3 separate regions of the Mus musculus genome follow, and regions 2 and 3 are each linked to region 1. A link is a contact called in public HiCAR-type and promoter capture Hi-C data. All regions are on one chromosome and are shown on one strand. Each heading gives the region's core, a stretch centred on a gene start, on an enhancer-like site or on the middle of the called end of the contact. The rest is flanking DNA. Distances are from core to core; before and after follow the strand shown. Region 1 holds the start of Fntb (farnesyltransferase, CAAX box, beta). Region 2 holds the start of Syne2 (spectrin repeat containing, nuclear envelope 2). Region 3 holds the start of Gphn (gephyrin).

The links. Promoter capture Hi-C pulls out the DNA fragments that hold promoters and counts their contacts. HiCAR-type assays count read pairs that join an accessible place to other places.
Region 2: a promoter capture Hi-C map of pre-B cells shows a contact between it and region 1, with 8 times the contacts expected there. The contact joins the promoter of Syne2 here to the promoter of Fntb in region 1.
Region 3: a HiCAR-type map of astrocytes shows a contact between it and region 1, with 3 times the contacts expected there. The contact joins the promoter of Gphn here to the promoter of Fntb in region 1. A contact is called at or near these places in 2 of 39 promoter capture datasets (hippocampal neurons and pre-B cells), 1 of 484 Hi-C or Micro-C datasets (cerebral cortex) and 3 of 115 datasets of contacts at active chromatin or transcription factors (astrocytes, extraembryonic endoderm stem cells and large pre-B cells).

The regions. Positions count from the first base shown.
Region 1 is chr12:76,834,819-76,839,664 of GRCm38.p6, forward strand. It overlaps Fntb (farnesyltransferase, CAAX box, beta), which reads left to right and starts at 2,649. Exons shown (of 12, transcript NM_145927.2): 1 at 2,649-2,833. The coding sequence starts at 2,690.
Region 2 is chr12:75,816,410-75,820,809 of GRCm38.p6, forward strand. It overlaps Syne2 (spectrin repeat containing, nuclear envelope 2), which reads left to right and starts at 1,909. Exons shown (of 116, transcript NM_001005510.2): 1 at 1,909-2,069. Gm40447 (collagen alpha-1(II) chain-like) reads right to left here and starts at 3,219. Exons shown (of 7, transcript XM_011244246.1): 1 at 3,088-3,219; 2 at 1,500-2,942. The coding sequence starts at 3,219. The coding sequence ends at 1,674.
Region 3 is chr12:78,223,712-78,228,652 of GRCm38.p6, forward strand. Gphn (gephyrin) reads left to right here and starts at 2,944. Exons shown (of 23, transcript NM_145965.2): 1 at 2,944-3,130. The coding sequence starts at 3,067.

The sequences.
Region 1 (4,846 bases), core at 1,399-3,898:
TATAGGTATGATCTTAGACATGTGACTTGGGGTTGAATAGGAGAGTATTAAAATGTTCTGAGCAGGGAGTAGAGTACATGTGCCTTGTATGTGTTGTAGAGATCAAACTCAACCTTGCACACACTAGGTACTTCCACTGAGCTATACTACCAGCCCCGGGACATTTATTGTCTTTCCCCACAACCCCTCATCTTAAATAATTGAACCTTTTATCCTGATGGGGTTGTTTTTTTCCTTTCTCATGTGCACGTGGTGTGCATAGGTATGCATGGCTTTGTATGTTTGTGGGCACATGTTTGTATGTGCACGTGAAGGTCTGGGGTTGATGCTAGGAATCAGCCTTACCTGCTCTTCAACCTTAATCATTCCGGCAGGGTCTCTTAGGTAAACCCAGAACTCACTCACCCAGCTGTTCAGCTTGTTCTGGGTGCTCTCTGCCTTGGCCTTCTGAGGCTGGAGTTACAGACAGATAACACACCCACCCACCACTTATGTGGCTTCTTGGATCTGAACCCTGGTCCTCAAGCTTGTCCAACAAGTTGTATTGAACCACCCTCCTGCTCCTGGTTTAGTTCTGTTGATGTAAATCCTGGAAAAAATCCTTGTTTATTGCTGTCCAAATGTGGTAGGTTTTTCCTAAAGATTGAAGTGTGTGTGTGTGTATGTGTGTGTGTGTGTGTGTGTGTGTGTGTGTGTGCGTGCGCGCGCGCCTGAGTGTGTATATGTACCATGTGTGTGTGAAAGTCTGCAGAGACTAGGAGAGGGTGTTTAAAAGCCTAGAACTGGAGTTAAAAGAGTTACAGGTAGTTGTGAAATGTCACATGGGTTCTGGGAACCCAACCCAGGTCCTCTGCAAGAGCATCAAATATTCTTTACCAATGAGCCGTCTCTCCAGCCCCATAAAGATTTCAATTACACCTGTGTGTCTGTGTGTGGTTAGATGCACATGAGTACAGATGTACTTTAGAGGTCAAAAGAGGGCATTGGATCCCTGGAGCTGGAGATGAAGGCAGATGTGAGTGGCCAGTTAGGGTGATGGGAAATAAAAAGGTCCTCTGTAAGAGCAACAAGTGTTCTTCACCACTAAGCTGTCTCTCCAGCCTCACAGGGCTTTCCTAAAATCACCACTCTAACATTGTATTTGTGAGGTATATAAGGATATACTCATTCAAGGGTTATCAGAATTAACCGAAGCATGCACAAGTATATTTATGGCATGTTCCTTCAAATGCCGTTCTGTCTTCTTGCTGTCCTTCATTGTTTTGTTATAGATGGCTACTACTTTGGTTTTCAGCTTAAGAGACCTAAAGAAAGAAGGGTCTGGCTCAGCCACCAAATTTAATTAGAACTCAGTTTCTTCTGTCAGTTTCAAAGACATTTTTATTTTCTTTCCTTTCTAATTTCGAAAAATTTCATTCTGTGTGTGAGCCTGTATTTACTGTGCCTTCTCTTTTCTTTAAAGTTCTAGTTTGTTTCCTTTTTTTGTTTAATTGTTTCTGAAGAGAGAGAGAGAGAGAGAGAGAGAGAGAGAGAGAGAGAGAGAGAGAAGATGTGGAGTTGGGTGGATGGGGAAATTGGGAGGATTTGGGTGAGGGAAACTGTGATTTGAATATATTGCATGAAAAAATCATTTTCAAATATATACGTATGTATATATATATGAAACAGTAACATTAAAAACGTGTATGGGTATTTTGCCTGCATGTGCACATGTGCATTACTTGTGTGTATGTTGTCTGTGGAGGCCAGAAAAGGGCGTCAGATCCTCTGGACCTGGAGTTATGGGTGGCTGTAAGTCTCCAGGTGGCTGCTTGGAATCCTGTGGCGCTGCAGCCCCTGCTGAGCCACCCGTCCAGGCCTGACTCTATTATTATTTTCTGTCATACCATAATTGGAAGCTGTCAAATATTTATGTTCACTTATTTAATTCTGCCTATTCCTCAAAAATGAAATTCAGATGTAATCTAAGGAAAAGGGCATTGTAATTTTGTTCACTTCTGCATTCCTGGGCTCTGGCACGGAACAAGTAGCAGGAGCTCCATGAATATTTGTTGATATTTCTTTGGATGATGCATTTACACTCATTTCTTCTATGGTATTTTAGTTTCTTTTAGTTTCTGCCATTGCACTGTAACCTCCAAAGGAGAAAATTACAGTACTACATTTCTCTATCTCTGAGTATTGAGACCTGCAATTCTGCTAATGCACAGAAAAGCTGAGGCTTCTCCTAAGAGGCTGTCAAGGACCCAAAGGTGCATGGTAATTCTATTAGTTAATAGCGTGACTGAGGTACTCAAGAGAGATGTCAGAAATGCTTTTTTTTTTTTTTTTTTTTTTTAGGTTACATTCTTAGGGTTCTTGAACAGCTGAAATCGCAAGCTACTGCATTACAATTAGGCGAGAGCGAAACGTTGACGTTTTCTTTTTTATTATTTGCATAACGAACCGAGGCATCCTAGATCTCCTTTCTCCAGAAAGCTGATCTCCTGCAGCAGCTCATCTGTCCGACGGGGGGCGGCAGTATCCCAGTAACTCACTTCTTGAAGATGTGTAGGTGGGAGGAGAGATTCGCGTTCAAAATCTTTTTGACTCTACGGACTTTCCGTAGCGCCTTAGCCCGCTCGAGTTTCAATGCGCGTTGTTGCTGGATGAAGCTGAGTCCTATACAGCGCTCGCAGCTCTCCCGATCATGGCTTCTTCGAGTTCCTTCACCTATTATTGTCCTCCATCTTCCTCCCCTGTTTGGTCAGAACCGCTGTATAGTCTGAGACCTGAGCACGTGCGGGAGCGGTTGCAAGACGACTCAGTGGAAACAGTCACATCCATAGAACAGGTGAGGTGGCAGGACTGGGCGAGGCGCCCGCGCGGGGCCTTCTGGGAGTAGGAGTCCCTTTTGTAAGCCCGTCTCGGGGCAAAACTCTCCATGGAACTACAACTCCCGTAGTGCACTGCGCCCCCGCCCCCGAGCTCTAGGCGCCCAGACTGGGGCTTCCGAGTGGAGCGTTTTCGGGGCTTACTTGGGTAGGAGAGGGTTGTTGTCAGGGCTGGGTTTGGAGAACAGGACAGTACCCCTGATCTCTCTGCTTCGGACGTTGTAAAGGATCTTGTTTCGTGTCTGGAGTCCACAGCAGCCTGGGCGGACCAGGTAGTCCGCTCCGTTCTGTTTAGATGTCTTGAGGTTCTAGGACCGACCGCTCACTTTTCTTCACATGTTCGCAGTTTCCGGACATCTAGGGGATCGAACGGCCGGACTGTGGTCATGTCATCCCTAAATCGATTTAATTTCTGACCTATTGGGTCAGGTTGAGGCCTACCTCGTGGTGGGTAACCATTTGAGCACTTGCTGTTGAACGCTGGAAATACAGAAAAAGATAACAGCCCCTAGGCAAGAGCCTGGTTGGGCAAGACAGACTGGAAAACTGTATAGTTCGGAAAGCACAAAAAAGTATGGAGTTTGAACTGCTTGTGATTCACTAAGGCCTAGAGTGTACCAGACATGCCATTTTGAAAAGTGTTTTAAGGTGTGAGTAGTGAGTTGATAGCTTACATTTTTCTCACTCTCCATTTGGAATTGTTCCCAAATCGGTTGTTGTAGAGCTGTTTACCCATCTGTTACTAGAAGTGGTCAGGATGAGTCCTGTCGCTAAGGAATAGGCATTCAGCCACTTACTAAAATAAGATCTTACTAAGATCACTACTCAGGCTTAACTGTGGAGGGACCGGCTTCATCTTATCTTAAAGCTGTGAGCCTCTATTTAGGCAAAACTAGCAGCAAATAATGACTGTATAAAAATTTCAGTTTTTATGTGTGCGAATGTGTGTATGGCATGTGTTTGTACGTGTTGATACCAGGACACACAATATGTGGGTTCGGAAGATCCAACTGAAGTTGGCAGGCTTGCATAGGAAGCACCTCTACCCACTGAGCCATCTCTCTTGCCCTAAAGATTCATAACAGAACAAGGGATTGGACACATGGTTATTCACCTAGTAGCAGAGGGACTGTTTTAATCTTTGAGTCAATGCCTTGTGGGCTTTAGGGTAATAAAGGGAACTTTTTGGCTTCAGCTCTCTAACCTAGTTAACTGTGTCCCACAGAAGACTTTTATAAAACATTGCAAAGAAATCTTTCATCAGTGACAAAATCTTCAGAATCTTTGCAGGGTTTGGAGCAATTTGGGGTTTTTTGGTCTGTTTGTTTTTTCGAGCTAGGGTTTCTCTGTGTAGCATTGGCTGCCTGGAACTACTCCGTAGACCAGGCTGGCCTCGAACTCATAGAGATCTGACTGCCTCTGCCTCTCAAGTTCTGGGCTAGAACATGTGCCTCTACTACTTGGGTAGAGCGGTGTTTCTGTAGTTGATAAGACAACTACAAGCCTTTTCTTTTGAAGTTACAGGGTTAAACAGGACACACACACGTACACCATTTATATCTTTAACTGATCTGACTTAGAATAGCGGTTCTCAACCTTCCTAAAGCTGTGACCCTTACTATAGTTCTATAGTTCCACATGTTGTGGCCACTCCAACCATAAAGCTGTTTTAAAAAGCTTCACAACTGTAATCTTGCTACTGTTATGAATCATAATGTAAATAGCTTGTGTTTTCCAATAGTCTTAAGGCGACCCCTGTGACAGGGTGGTCATGACCCACAGGTTGAGAAACGCTGACTTAGCAGATAAGGGTATACAGGATGCTAATGAAGAAAACAGAATCAGAGTTAAGTCTGTCACTTACAAAACCATCTGTGTTGAGAGTTAACATCTCATCGTGAGTTTTCTGATCTGTTGTCTATTATATATACTGTTTTTCAGTAGACCGCTGAAGTTCCTTCCTTGCTTGGTTC
Region 2 (4,400 bases), core at 659-3,158, 1.0 Mb before region 1:
TGAAGCCAAACCCCGAAGTCTTCTAGACACTGGCTCTGTGATTTCAGAGAAAGTGACTCTGTGATTAAAAAGGAAAGACTCTTCTTGTTTTATGGAACATTGTTGTATCCATATATAGAGAGACACATATATGCATATATGTGTATATATGTATATGTAATATATATATATATATATATATATATATATATATATATATATATATATTCCTGACTGCAATTTCCCCTCCCCTCCTCCCTTCTCCTCCCAGTCCCTCCCCCATCTCCCCTCTGCCTGTAACTATTCCTCTGTGTTTCTCTTAAAAAAGGTCAGGGTTTCCTTGGATACCAACCAAACATGGCATATCAAGTTGCAATAAGACTAGGCACCTCCACTTGTATTAAGGCTGAATGAGACAACCCAGTAGGAGAAAAAGTGTCCCAAAAGCAGGCAAAAGAGTCAGAGTCAGCTCCTGCTCCAACTGTTAGGACTCTGACAAGCAGATCACGCTGCAAACTATAAATACATATATATATTCTACAGCATATAATTCATATATAATATGTGATAAATAATATAATTCTATATATTTATTTTGAAATATATATATTTGAAAAAATATTTTTTGAGAAAGTCTTTTGTACCCCATCGTGGTCTCAGACTTGCTATGTGGCTGAGGCAAGCCTTGATTTCCCAATCCTCCTGTCCCCACCTCCTGAGTGTTGGATTACAAGTGGGCACCATCACTTCATGTTTATATGAAGTGCTGAGGATCAAAGCTAGGCAAGCAGGCTACCCACTGAACCACACCTCGAGCTCCGCCCACCAAGCCATTACGGGATGCATAGCAAATAGTCTAAGAACTTGGAAGGTCAGAGTGAACCTAGAATACAAGAAATGCCATGCAGATATAGTACGGCGAAAAAAGACAATAAAGCATGTATTTTCACAGTTTACTTGTGTCACCTCAATACTCGCAGAGAGGAGAGTGTGGATAGAATTAAAACCTACGTTTCCCGGAAACATGGATTAGCTGAACCCACTGTCGTCAAACTTTTAATCTTCGACCCTTACCATTTAATTTGGGCCATCAGTAGCGCACTAAGCAATCCAGATAAGATTCTGCAGCTACACAATATGCATGAGGCGGGACTTGCATGAAGTTAAATTTGATTGCGATAGAAACTCAGGCCACTGCCTCTTTGTGATTTAACAGTGAAGTGATGCGTTGGTGTCTGACTTCAAGAGTCTTAATACTATAACAGCGACTCGAAACGCGAGTGGGAGTCAGGTGATGTCATCCTGAGTTCACAGGATTGAGTAATTTGCTGGAAAATCCAACTGACACCTACAGGACAGATTCCCAGGGACCCACTTTCTCCTGAATGTCGTTGTTTGAGGCGGCTCTCCTCAGCCCATCCTGCAGGCTGGCACGCGCGGGGCGGGGGGGGGGGGGACAGGGAAATAGGGTGGGGGGTGTCACTTATCTGCATTGTTAAATAAGCACCTCCTTATCTTACCTCCGTAGGTGAGGTCGAGGTCTGGGCTTCCTGACACTCTTAAGAAGCCGATGAAAAGTCCATGTTTCTCTAAGGCTCCACCTGGGTTCAAGGACCGGATCGCGGTCGGCTCGCTGATTTGTAGATCTAGGCATCCACCCACCGTGAAGAAGTGAAACCCGCCTGAAAAGTGTTCTAGGAGAGTCGGCCTCCCCTTTGTCTCCAGCTGCGGGTAGGCACGGAGGCGGAGGCTCGTGAACCTGCGTTCGGAGTTAGTTCCTCACTCCCGCCACCTGCAAGGGTCTGTAAGGCGGAGGGAAAGTTGCGGTGGCCGCAGGGAGGCGGCTCCGCCCCCAGTGCGCTGCTCCGGGCGGCGGCGAGCGCGGGACTGGGCGGGCCGGGAGGGCGCGGGGCGTGGTCTGTAGCCTCCAGTCCAGAGCGGAGCGCGCTCGGCTGCGCCGCAAGCCTTCGGCCGCACGGAAGAGCGAGCGGGAGAGCGATCGAGGGGCGCCATCGAGGCAGCGAGGCGAGGGGGGCGCGGAGTAGGTCGGGTCGAACTCCGGCCCTCGCCTCCCGGCCGGGCAGACAACGGTGAGCGCAGCCGCGGGGGGCTCCGCGCCCTAAAGCGCCCTGCGAGAGCGGGAGGGCGGGGAAGAGGCGGGCACGAGCCCTGCGGAGTCCCCAGAGCCCAGCGGGGAGCCCGGGGGGCCCACGGGAGTCTCTGGATGCCCGGCTCCCAGCTGGGCCGTGGGAAACTTCACCCGGGAGGGGACAGCGGGGCGCGCGGGGCGCTGTAAACTTAGCGGCGGGCGGGGCACCCTGGGGATCGCGGCGAGCGCCAGCGATTGGCGTTGGTGTCCCGGGCTTCTTTGTGTCACCTCCGGGCCCGGCCCGCGGGTGCACCCAGCTCGGCCCCGGGACTCCCCACTGTCCCCCTATCCCGGTCCAGGCGGGCGCGCTCGGCTGATTGTTTGCATTCCTCGCGTCACGCCTGGGCGGGAAAGATTTCGAACCGGGTGTTAGAACACTGAAGCCGCGGCGCAGAGATTGCAAAACCACGGGCGGCGGGAGGCTAGCCCCGGGGACCGGAGAACCTGCAGCCGGGGCGCACACTGTGGACAGGACGCGGGACCCTTGCGTTGGAAGAGAAGAGGCGGGCGCGGCGGCCCTGAGTCTCGGCGGGCGGAGAGGGGGCGCTGGGACCGCGGGGATTATAATTCCATTTTGATCGCTTGCGGTCTTTGTTGTCTGTACAATTGCCTTTAGGGTCTGACGGTAGCACCTGGTCCTCCTTACGGTCTCTCTCTTGAGGTCTGAAAAGATGCCCAGTGTGGGAGGGGGCCCGTGGATTGCATCCAGGGCTGCTGGCCACAGGAGCCGCTGCCTGAGATGGAGGTGGAGAAGTCCAGTGTAACACTTGCCTTTGTGGACGCGCCTTATTTCCGAAAGTTGTTTTCCCCTCCCCTAGTGGAAGGGAGCGTCGGGACGGAGTGGCAGCAGGCGCGGTTGTGCACAGGCACCATGTAGTAGCTCGAGGCAAACCGGGGAGGCTCTCAGTAACCGTGGGACTTAACAAATGTTTGAAAAGTTTTATTTGAAGCAACTCCACCTGCTTCCCTAAAAGTTTCCATCCCCCAAAGCTCTTGCTGGAGGTAATTCTGTGGCTGAGCTCGAATGTTCGGGTGGGGGCACAGTTAAGCAGACCTGGCCTCCTCGCAGCTCCCGTTCCAGTAAACGCCATCATGGGAGAAGGAGCATTCGGTTTTTATGGCCTAGGATTTTTGACGTGTTTACACGCTTCAACGCATGACTGGGGCTCCAGTTTTCTTTCTGGAAAATTCTCAAGACTTCCAAAGGCTTTCCCTGCGGTGGCTACTGTGTGGCCTCTGTCCTGCCTGTCAGCTGCCTCCTCCTCTGCAACACCCCCCCCCCCACACACACACACTCGGGGTGGTGGGAACAGGTGTAATACACATAAAGTTTTATTAGTGAAGACGCTGGCGAAGATAAAAATGAGTAAACCTTGGAAGGGTTTTGGTCTTTGCCTACCTAGTTGAGTTAAAAAGCTTCTTCCATTTGGTTTTGTTTGGATACAGGGTCTCTGGTAATCAAGGATAGCCTTGAATTTGTTACATAATTGAACCTGGCTTTGAGCTCCTTATTCCAGCCCAGGTGCTGGAATTACAACTTTCAGCCACCAGTTCATGATTTAACAGCTTCTATTTGAATGTTTAAAAATCCCAAATTAAACCACTTTGGATCAACTTATCTGATACAGTAAGAGTCTCTCTCTTTAAAAAAAAAGAGTAAGTTTACCCACTTAGAAATGTTATTAGCGTTTCAATGGACTCGGGCTAATGGTGTTGCTGGATACTGCCTGTGTTTACAGGGCTGAGTCACAGGGGGTTGAGTCTTGTGTGCCCTCAGTAGCACCAGTGAAAGTTTACTGGAGGATTCAAAGCAGAATAGGTCCCATTCTAGCAACTGCCAGGGACGAAAAGCTACTTATCATTTATTGGCTGTGACTCATCATGTGTCTAAGTAGCGATTTCCAGTAATTTCACAAACATTCATATCTGCCAATAGGCTCTTGCAATGTGCCAACCACTGGGCTGGACACTGGGAGACCCAAATAATACAAGTGGTCATTCGTGAGGTGCTTATTGTGAATGTACGTATAGCCTGTGGTTATCTTGCTCATCCGTAAGTATTTATTGAGTATGCAGGTTGCATTGTGCTAGAGGTGAGGGCATTGGGGAGACTATAGAGTGCTAGGTGTGGGGACTCTAGAGTGGACAAGGCAGCTGGGGTCACTTCCTTTATATACTGGAGAAAGTAGGTGGAAAATAAAATACATTATCAAACTAACAGCTCGCTTTGTACTTTATTTGCTTATCTACTAAGGATTAAACTCGTGACTTC
Region 3 (4,941 bases), core at 1,694-4,193, 1.4 Mb after region 1:
TGTAAATACACTACCTGTAGAAAAAAATCTTAAATTTGATTTTTTCTGATGAACATATTTCACCTTCATAATGAAACTATGTTTACCTTTTATTTTGTTTTAGATGGTAAACTTTTATTTTTAATTATTAAATCCAAATAAACACAATAAACTCCTGGCCAACTCCAATTCGTCACAAATAAACAAAACTTTTTCCTCTAAGATAAAGTGCTAATGTTTGAAACTGCTACTTTACTTCTAGTATCCAGAAAAGTTTCCTTGATACTCAATTTTAGAATGACTTTTGAGATTTTTCTATAGTGTAATAGTGCCATATACTGTAATATGGCAATTCCACTATTGATTCTAAAACTCCCAATGTATACTAGAAATTTTACAGTCTCAAATCTTATATAGACTTTCCTTATTAGTTCTCACTGTACTCATTAGTAACACCAGAGAGCTCTTTTACTTTTTCACTGTTGGGCGAATTTTACAGCTTCTCTTTGGCATAGCTGAATTGCTACTACTAAGCACTTGGTACTGGGACAACTGCCCTGATGACCAAGATAATGTTCAGTGACTAAGGGATGGCTGCTTCGGTTCGGTGTGCTGAACAGGGGAATGATTCTCAGTGCAGGCAGGACCAAATGGGATTACATGTGATTGTATTACACTAAGAATGGTGTGCATGCAAAACTTTGGAATGATTTACCTTGAGGAACTTTAACTTTCTTTATCCTTCAGAATACCACATGTATACAATGGAATATTATCATATATATACTTTCTAACTTGAAGTTTCTATTTAATATTTTTGGACCATGGATAATATGGAAATGGAAGTCACAGAAAGGAAAATTGTGGGAACTGGGGACAGTAAAGTTTTTCTTGTATACATTTTAATTGTTATAGCTTATGGAATCTGGGAGAGGAATATATGTATTGAATAACTGGAAAACAAGCATCTACAACTGACTAATAATTTCATTATTTTTCAGTAATCTTAGTACTAATATTTAGTAAAATGTAGTAATCCATGAAATCTTAAGACTTCATAGTCCCCCTACACAACTACCTTTTAATGAATTAATCAGAGACTTAGTTCAGTGGTAGAATTCTTGCTTAGTGTGTGTGAGGCTCAAAGTTCACGCCACAGTACAGAAAAGAAAATGAATTTCACCATTACTACTATTATAGATGCAGAAAGTCCTGTGTTCTGTTATTGATTTGTGAAAGTGCTAGTTATTTTCCCATAAAAAATTATAAACTATTCTAAGTTGGAGGGCATGCCCATTTAATCTATTAACCTTTAAAGTTTGAAGGAACCTGTTAGTGGGCAGGTTTAGAAGTTCTAAATACTAAGAAACTTTCCCAATCATATAGAATTTGCATGTACCACATAGACTATAATAGACTTGAAAGCTTATGATGTAATCAACAATTTTTATTTCATCTTTAGTTTGAGATAAGTGACACATTTGGGCATACTTTCTCAGCAATCTCCCTCTTTTTGAGACCAGTTAGAACTTGTTTTGCCACTAGGATCTTTGGTAGTAATTATGGGAGGTGAGTTCATGATCTGGCTTACAAATTTAATCCACTGCCAGAAATACTAGTATACATATCTTCAAAAACGAATTATTTTATCCTTTCTCAACTCCACCCATCATTTCCTTTGTCCTCTTATATAAAGGCACAATGTGAATCTTTAGTGAATAGAATGAGTAATGCTATGTTCTTACTGGAACAATACAAACCGCACATAACCATATAATTGAGATTTTAGACTAAGAGCAGATTATTAAACAGTTTTGATACTTTTTTTGTTGTTGTTTTGCTTTTAGGTTTTACTATGGTGAACAAATGAGAAAACATACACACACTTAAGCCAGAAAAGGATATTTAGCAAACCTACACAAAATAGAGGTGGCTAATAACACTTTATGAAAGACACAGAACTAAATGACCACATTTTCAGAGTAATTCCATATTCCAGAAACACTGAAACTTAAATGTCACAGCATCTAGGGGACGACAGAGAGAGAGAGAGAGAGAGAGAGAGAGAGAGAGAGAGAGAGAGAGAGAGGAATCTCCACTCCACGTGCCCTGCTGCAGACACATAAGCTCCGTCTACGACGTCTGTGGTAGGCTGTCACCGAGCGGGGCCAAAGCGAAGTCAGAGGGAGCATTGACTGCAGGTCACAGCTGGGGCGGCACAGGGTAACCTATCTCTGCCCGAGAGGGGACTCTCGTCACAGCGGCCACCGTTCTGCCACCCATGCCGCTTCCTTAAGCCACCTCTAGGTTCTCCGGTGCCTTCAGAGGAGGTGAGCCCACCTCGCTGCCGCACCTGGTCCGGAGTGGCTCCATCGCGGGCAGAGCCGGCCGGCCTGAGGCGGCGGAAAACTGACGAGGCTGCCGGCTCGGCGGGGGATTGCTTCTGTCTGGGGCCCGCCGAGGCTGCGTTCGTGCCTCGCGCGCACCCGCACCGCGTCCGCCCAGCCAATCCCGCGCTACTCGCGCGCCCAGGAACGTTCCTTGGGTCCCACTCTAGGCTGGGCCGGCTCCTTCCCGCTCCCGGCACTCCGCAGCCAAGCTCGCACTCCTCCCCTCACTCTCCACGAGTTGCACGCCTCGGGGTGTAGCTCCGCCCCTGTCCCCGAGTCCGCCCCCGCAACCTCCAGAGCGTGTGCTCCCTTTTCCCCCTCTCAGTCTCTTGCCATCCAGGCGTCTTGGGTCTCACTCCGCAGAGCCTCTGGGTCTCGCCGGCCTTGCCCCGCCGCCTCCGCGCTCTGTCTTCCGCGAGGCCGCCGCTACTCCCACCCCGGGATCGCTTCCTCCCGGCCGGACTCGGGGTCGCGCGGCCCGACTCCGCCCCCTCCGCGGACCCGCGCGCTCCTGGCGCGGCCTCTCCCCCCCACCCCACGCAGGCCACCGGGCGCTCGGCCCCCTCCTTCCCGCTCGCCTCGCGCTCCCCGGGCGCCCTCGCTCTCGCGCTCTCCAAGGCAAGCGCGCTCCCGGCCGGCGCGCTCCGGGCTCCGGCTTCTCCTGGCTCCTGTCAGTGCGGTGACTGCGCTGGGAAACATGGCGACCGAGGGAATGATCCTCACCAACCACGACCATCAAATCCGTGTCGGAGTCCTCACAGGTAACGGGGGGAGGAGGTCCGGGGGAGCCGCAACGGCTACTATCCGCGACTTGCTGGAGGTTTCTCGCCCGCGGTGGTGCTTCCCTGCGGCCTCGGGAAGAGGGCAGGCTGAGGAGGGGGACCGGGGGGTGTATTTTACAACCGCTGAGAGCTGCTGAGGATTCGGGTGTTCCCGTGTGCTCCCCGGGGGAGCTGGGGCAGGCACGGTGGGGTGTCAGGCCCCGGAGCCCTAGCAGCCAAAGTCTCTGGCCCCCGGGGACCGAGGGGCCGGTGCGGCGGGCGCTGCGGGGCTCCGCGCTGCCGGTGCGGGCGGCGGGATTCCTGCTCCGCAGTCTGAAGCACGCTGCTCGGGGTTGGCCGGGCGCCTCCTCCACTAAAGCTCTTCCGAGAGGGGGGAATCCCATCTCCACCCCCTTTTCTCCCCTCCCCCCCCACCCGGCGGCCCCATGGCACCTGCCTGACAGGACTCGGGGTTCGGCAGGCGAACTCTGCTCCGCCTCTGCTGCCCCTTCGCCGGCCGGCTGTCCCCTCTGCAGACGACGGGACACTCCTCACCTCCCCCGGGAGCCGGGTGCTAGGCTCTAGTCCGGACCCCGGAAAGTGCCTTCCTTCTGCCTTTCCTAGCACAGGGCCCTCCCTCTCTGTCTGCCTCTTCTCCTCCGCGAGGACCGGCTGCTTCCCGTGGCCGGGAGAGCCAGCCTTTTTTTTTTTTTTTTTTCCCTTGAGAAGGAAGGATTTCCCTCTGTCGGGTTCTTTTCTCCCCCTCCCTTTTGGGACACCCCCCCCCTCCCATTCTCACTCCCCGGTGGATGGTCCTGAGGCTGGTGAGGAGCGCACTTTTCCCGGGTCGCGTTTCCCTCCCTCGCGGAAGTCGTGTGTGCTCTGCATGTCTGATTCCGTTGCGTTGTATTTGGGTGATATCCCTGAGTTTGGAGATAGACAGTTGCTGCAGGGCACGACTTCCAAGATGAATTGCAAACCTATTTGTAGGGGTTTCGGCTGAGGTTCTGTAGTTGGCATGGTTCAAGTGTAATTGAACGGAGAAGCGGGGGTTAAAGAATTTATATTTGGAGTCTGAGGCTTACTGTGGAGTAAAGGAAATCCAAGACTTAGTGATGTGGTTTCAGAAAAAGAAGCTATGTAGAAGGGAATCCTAGTGTCTTCCCTATTTCATTTAAATTTTTTTTCTTGTAGAATTCTGACAGGTTGAGATGATGCCCGGGAAGGAACTAAATTGAATGAAACTTGCTTTCATTATAAAGTAGAAACAAATCTTTGATTCTGCCAGTAGATACCGACTACAGTGTTTAATTTAGCTGCTGACTTTTATGAAAAGAGGATACCCCTGCTTTTGTTTCCCATTTTTAGTAACTGGGCTTCCTTTCCATGATGCATATTTGCAGATGTTAGTAGCATTTTATTGAATTTTTCCGAATCAACGCCTCTGGAGTAAAGAAACTGATCTAAATCAGTTGCAGGGAAGGACACCCCCCCCCAATCAGAATATGCAGATGGAGTGCATCTTTCCCTGCAGCAACTGTTTCCTTGTATGAAAACTCAGTTGTAGCTTACAATTCCTAGATTTGATCGTGTTGATTTTTTAAAAGAATCTGACAGTGTGGTGTAAGTGTTCACACCCTTTACCACCGTTAACTTTTAATTTTGGCCATGTTTTTTGAAAATTAATAGATAAGTGAAAGTGAAATTTTATAGAAACAAAAATATGTCAGCTGTCTGTAGAAATCGAAAGGCCCTAGATGTTTAAAATTTAAGCTGAATGGTTTGTTTTTGAAGAGCATGCTTTGTTGACT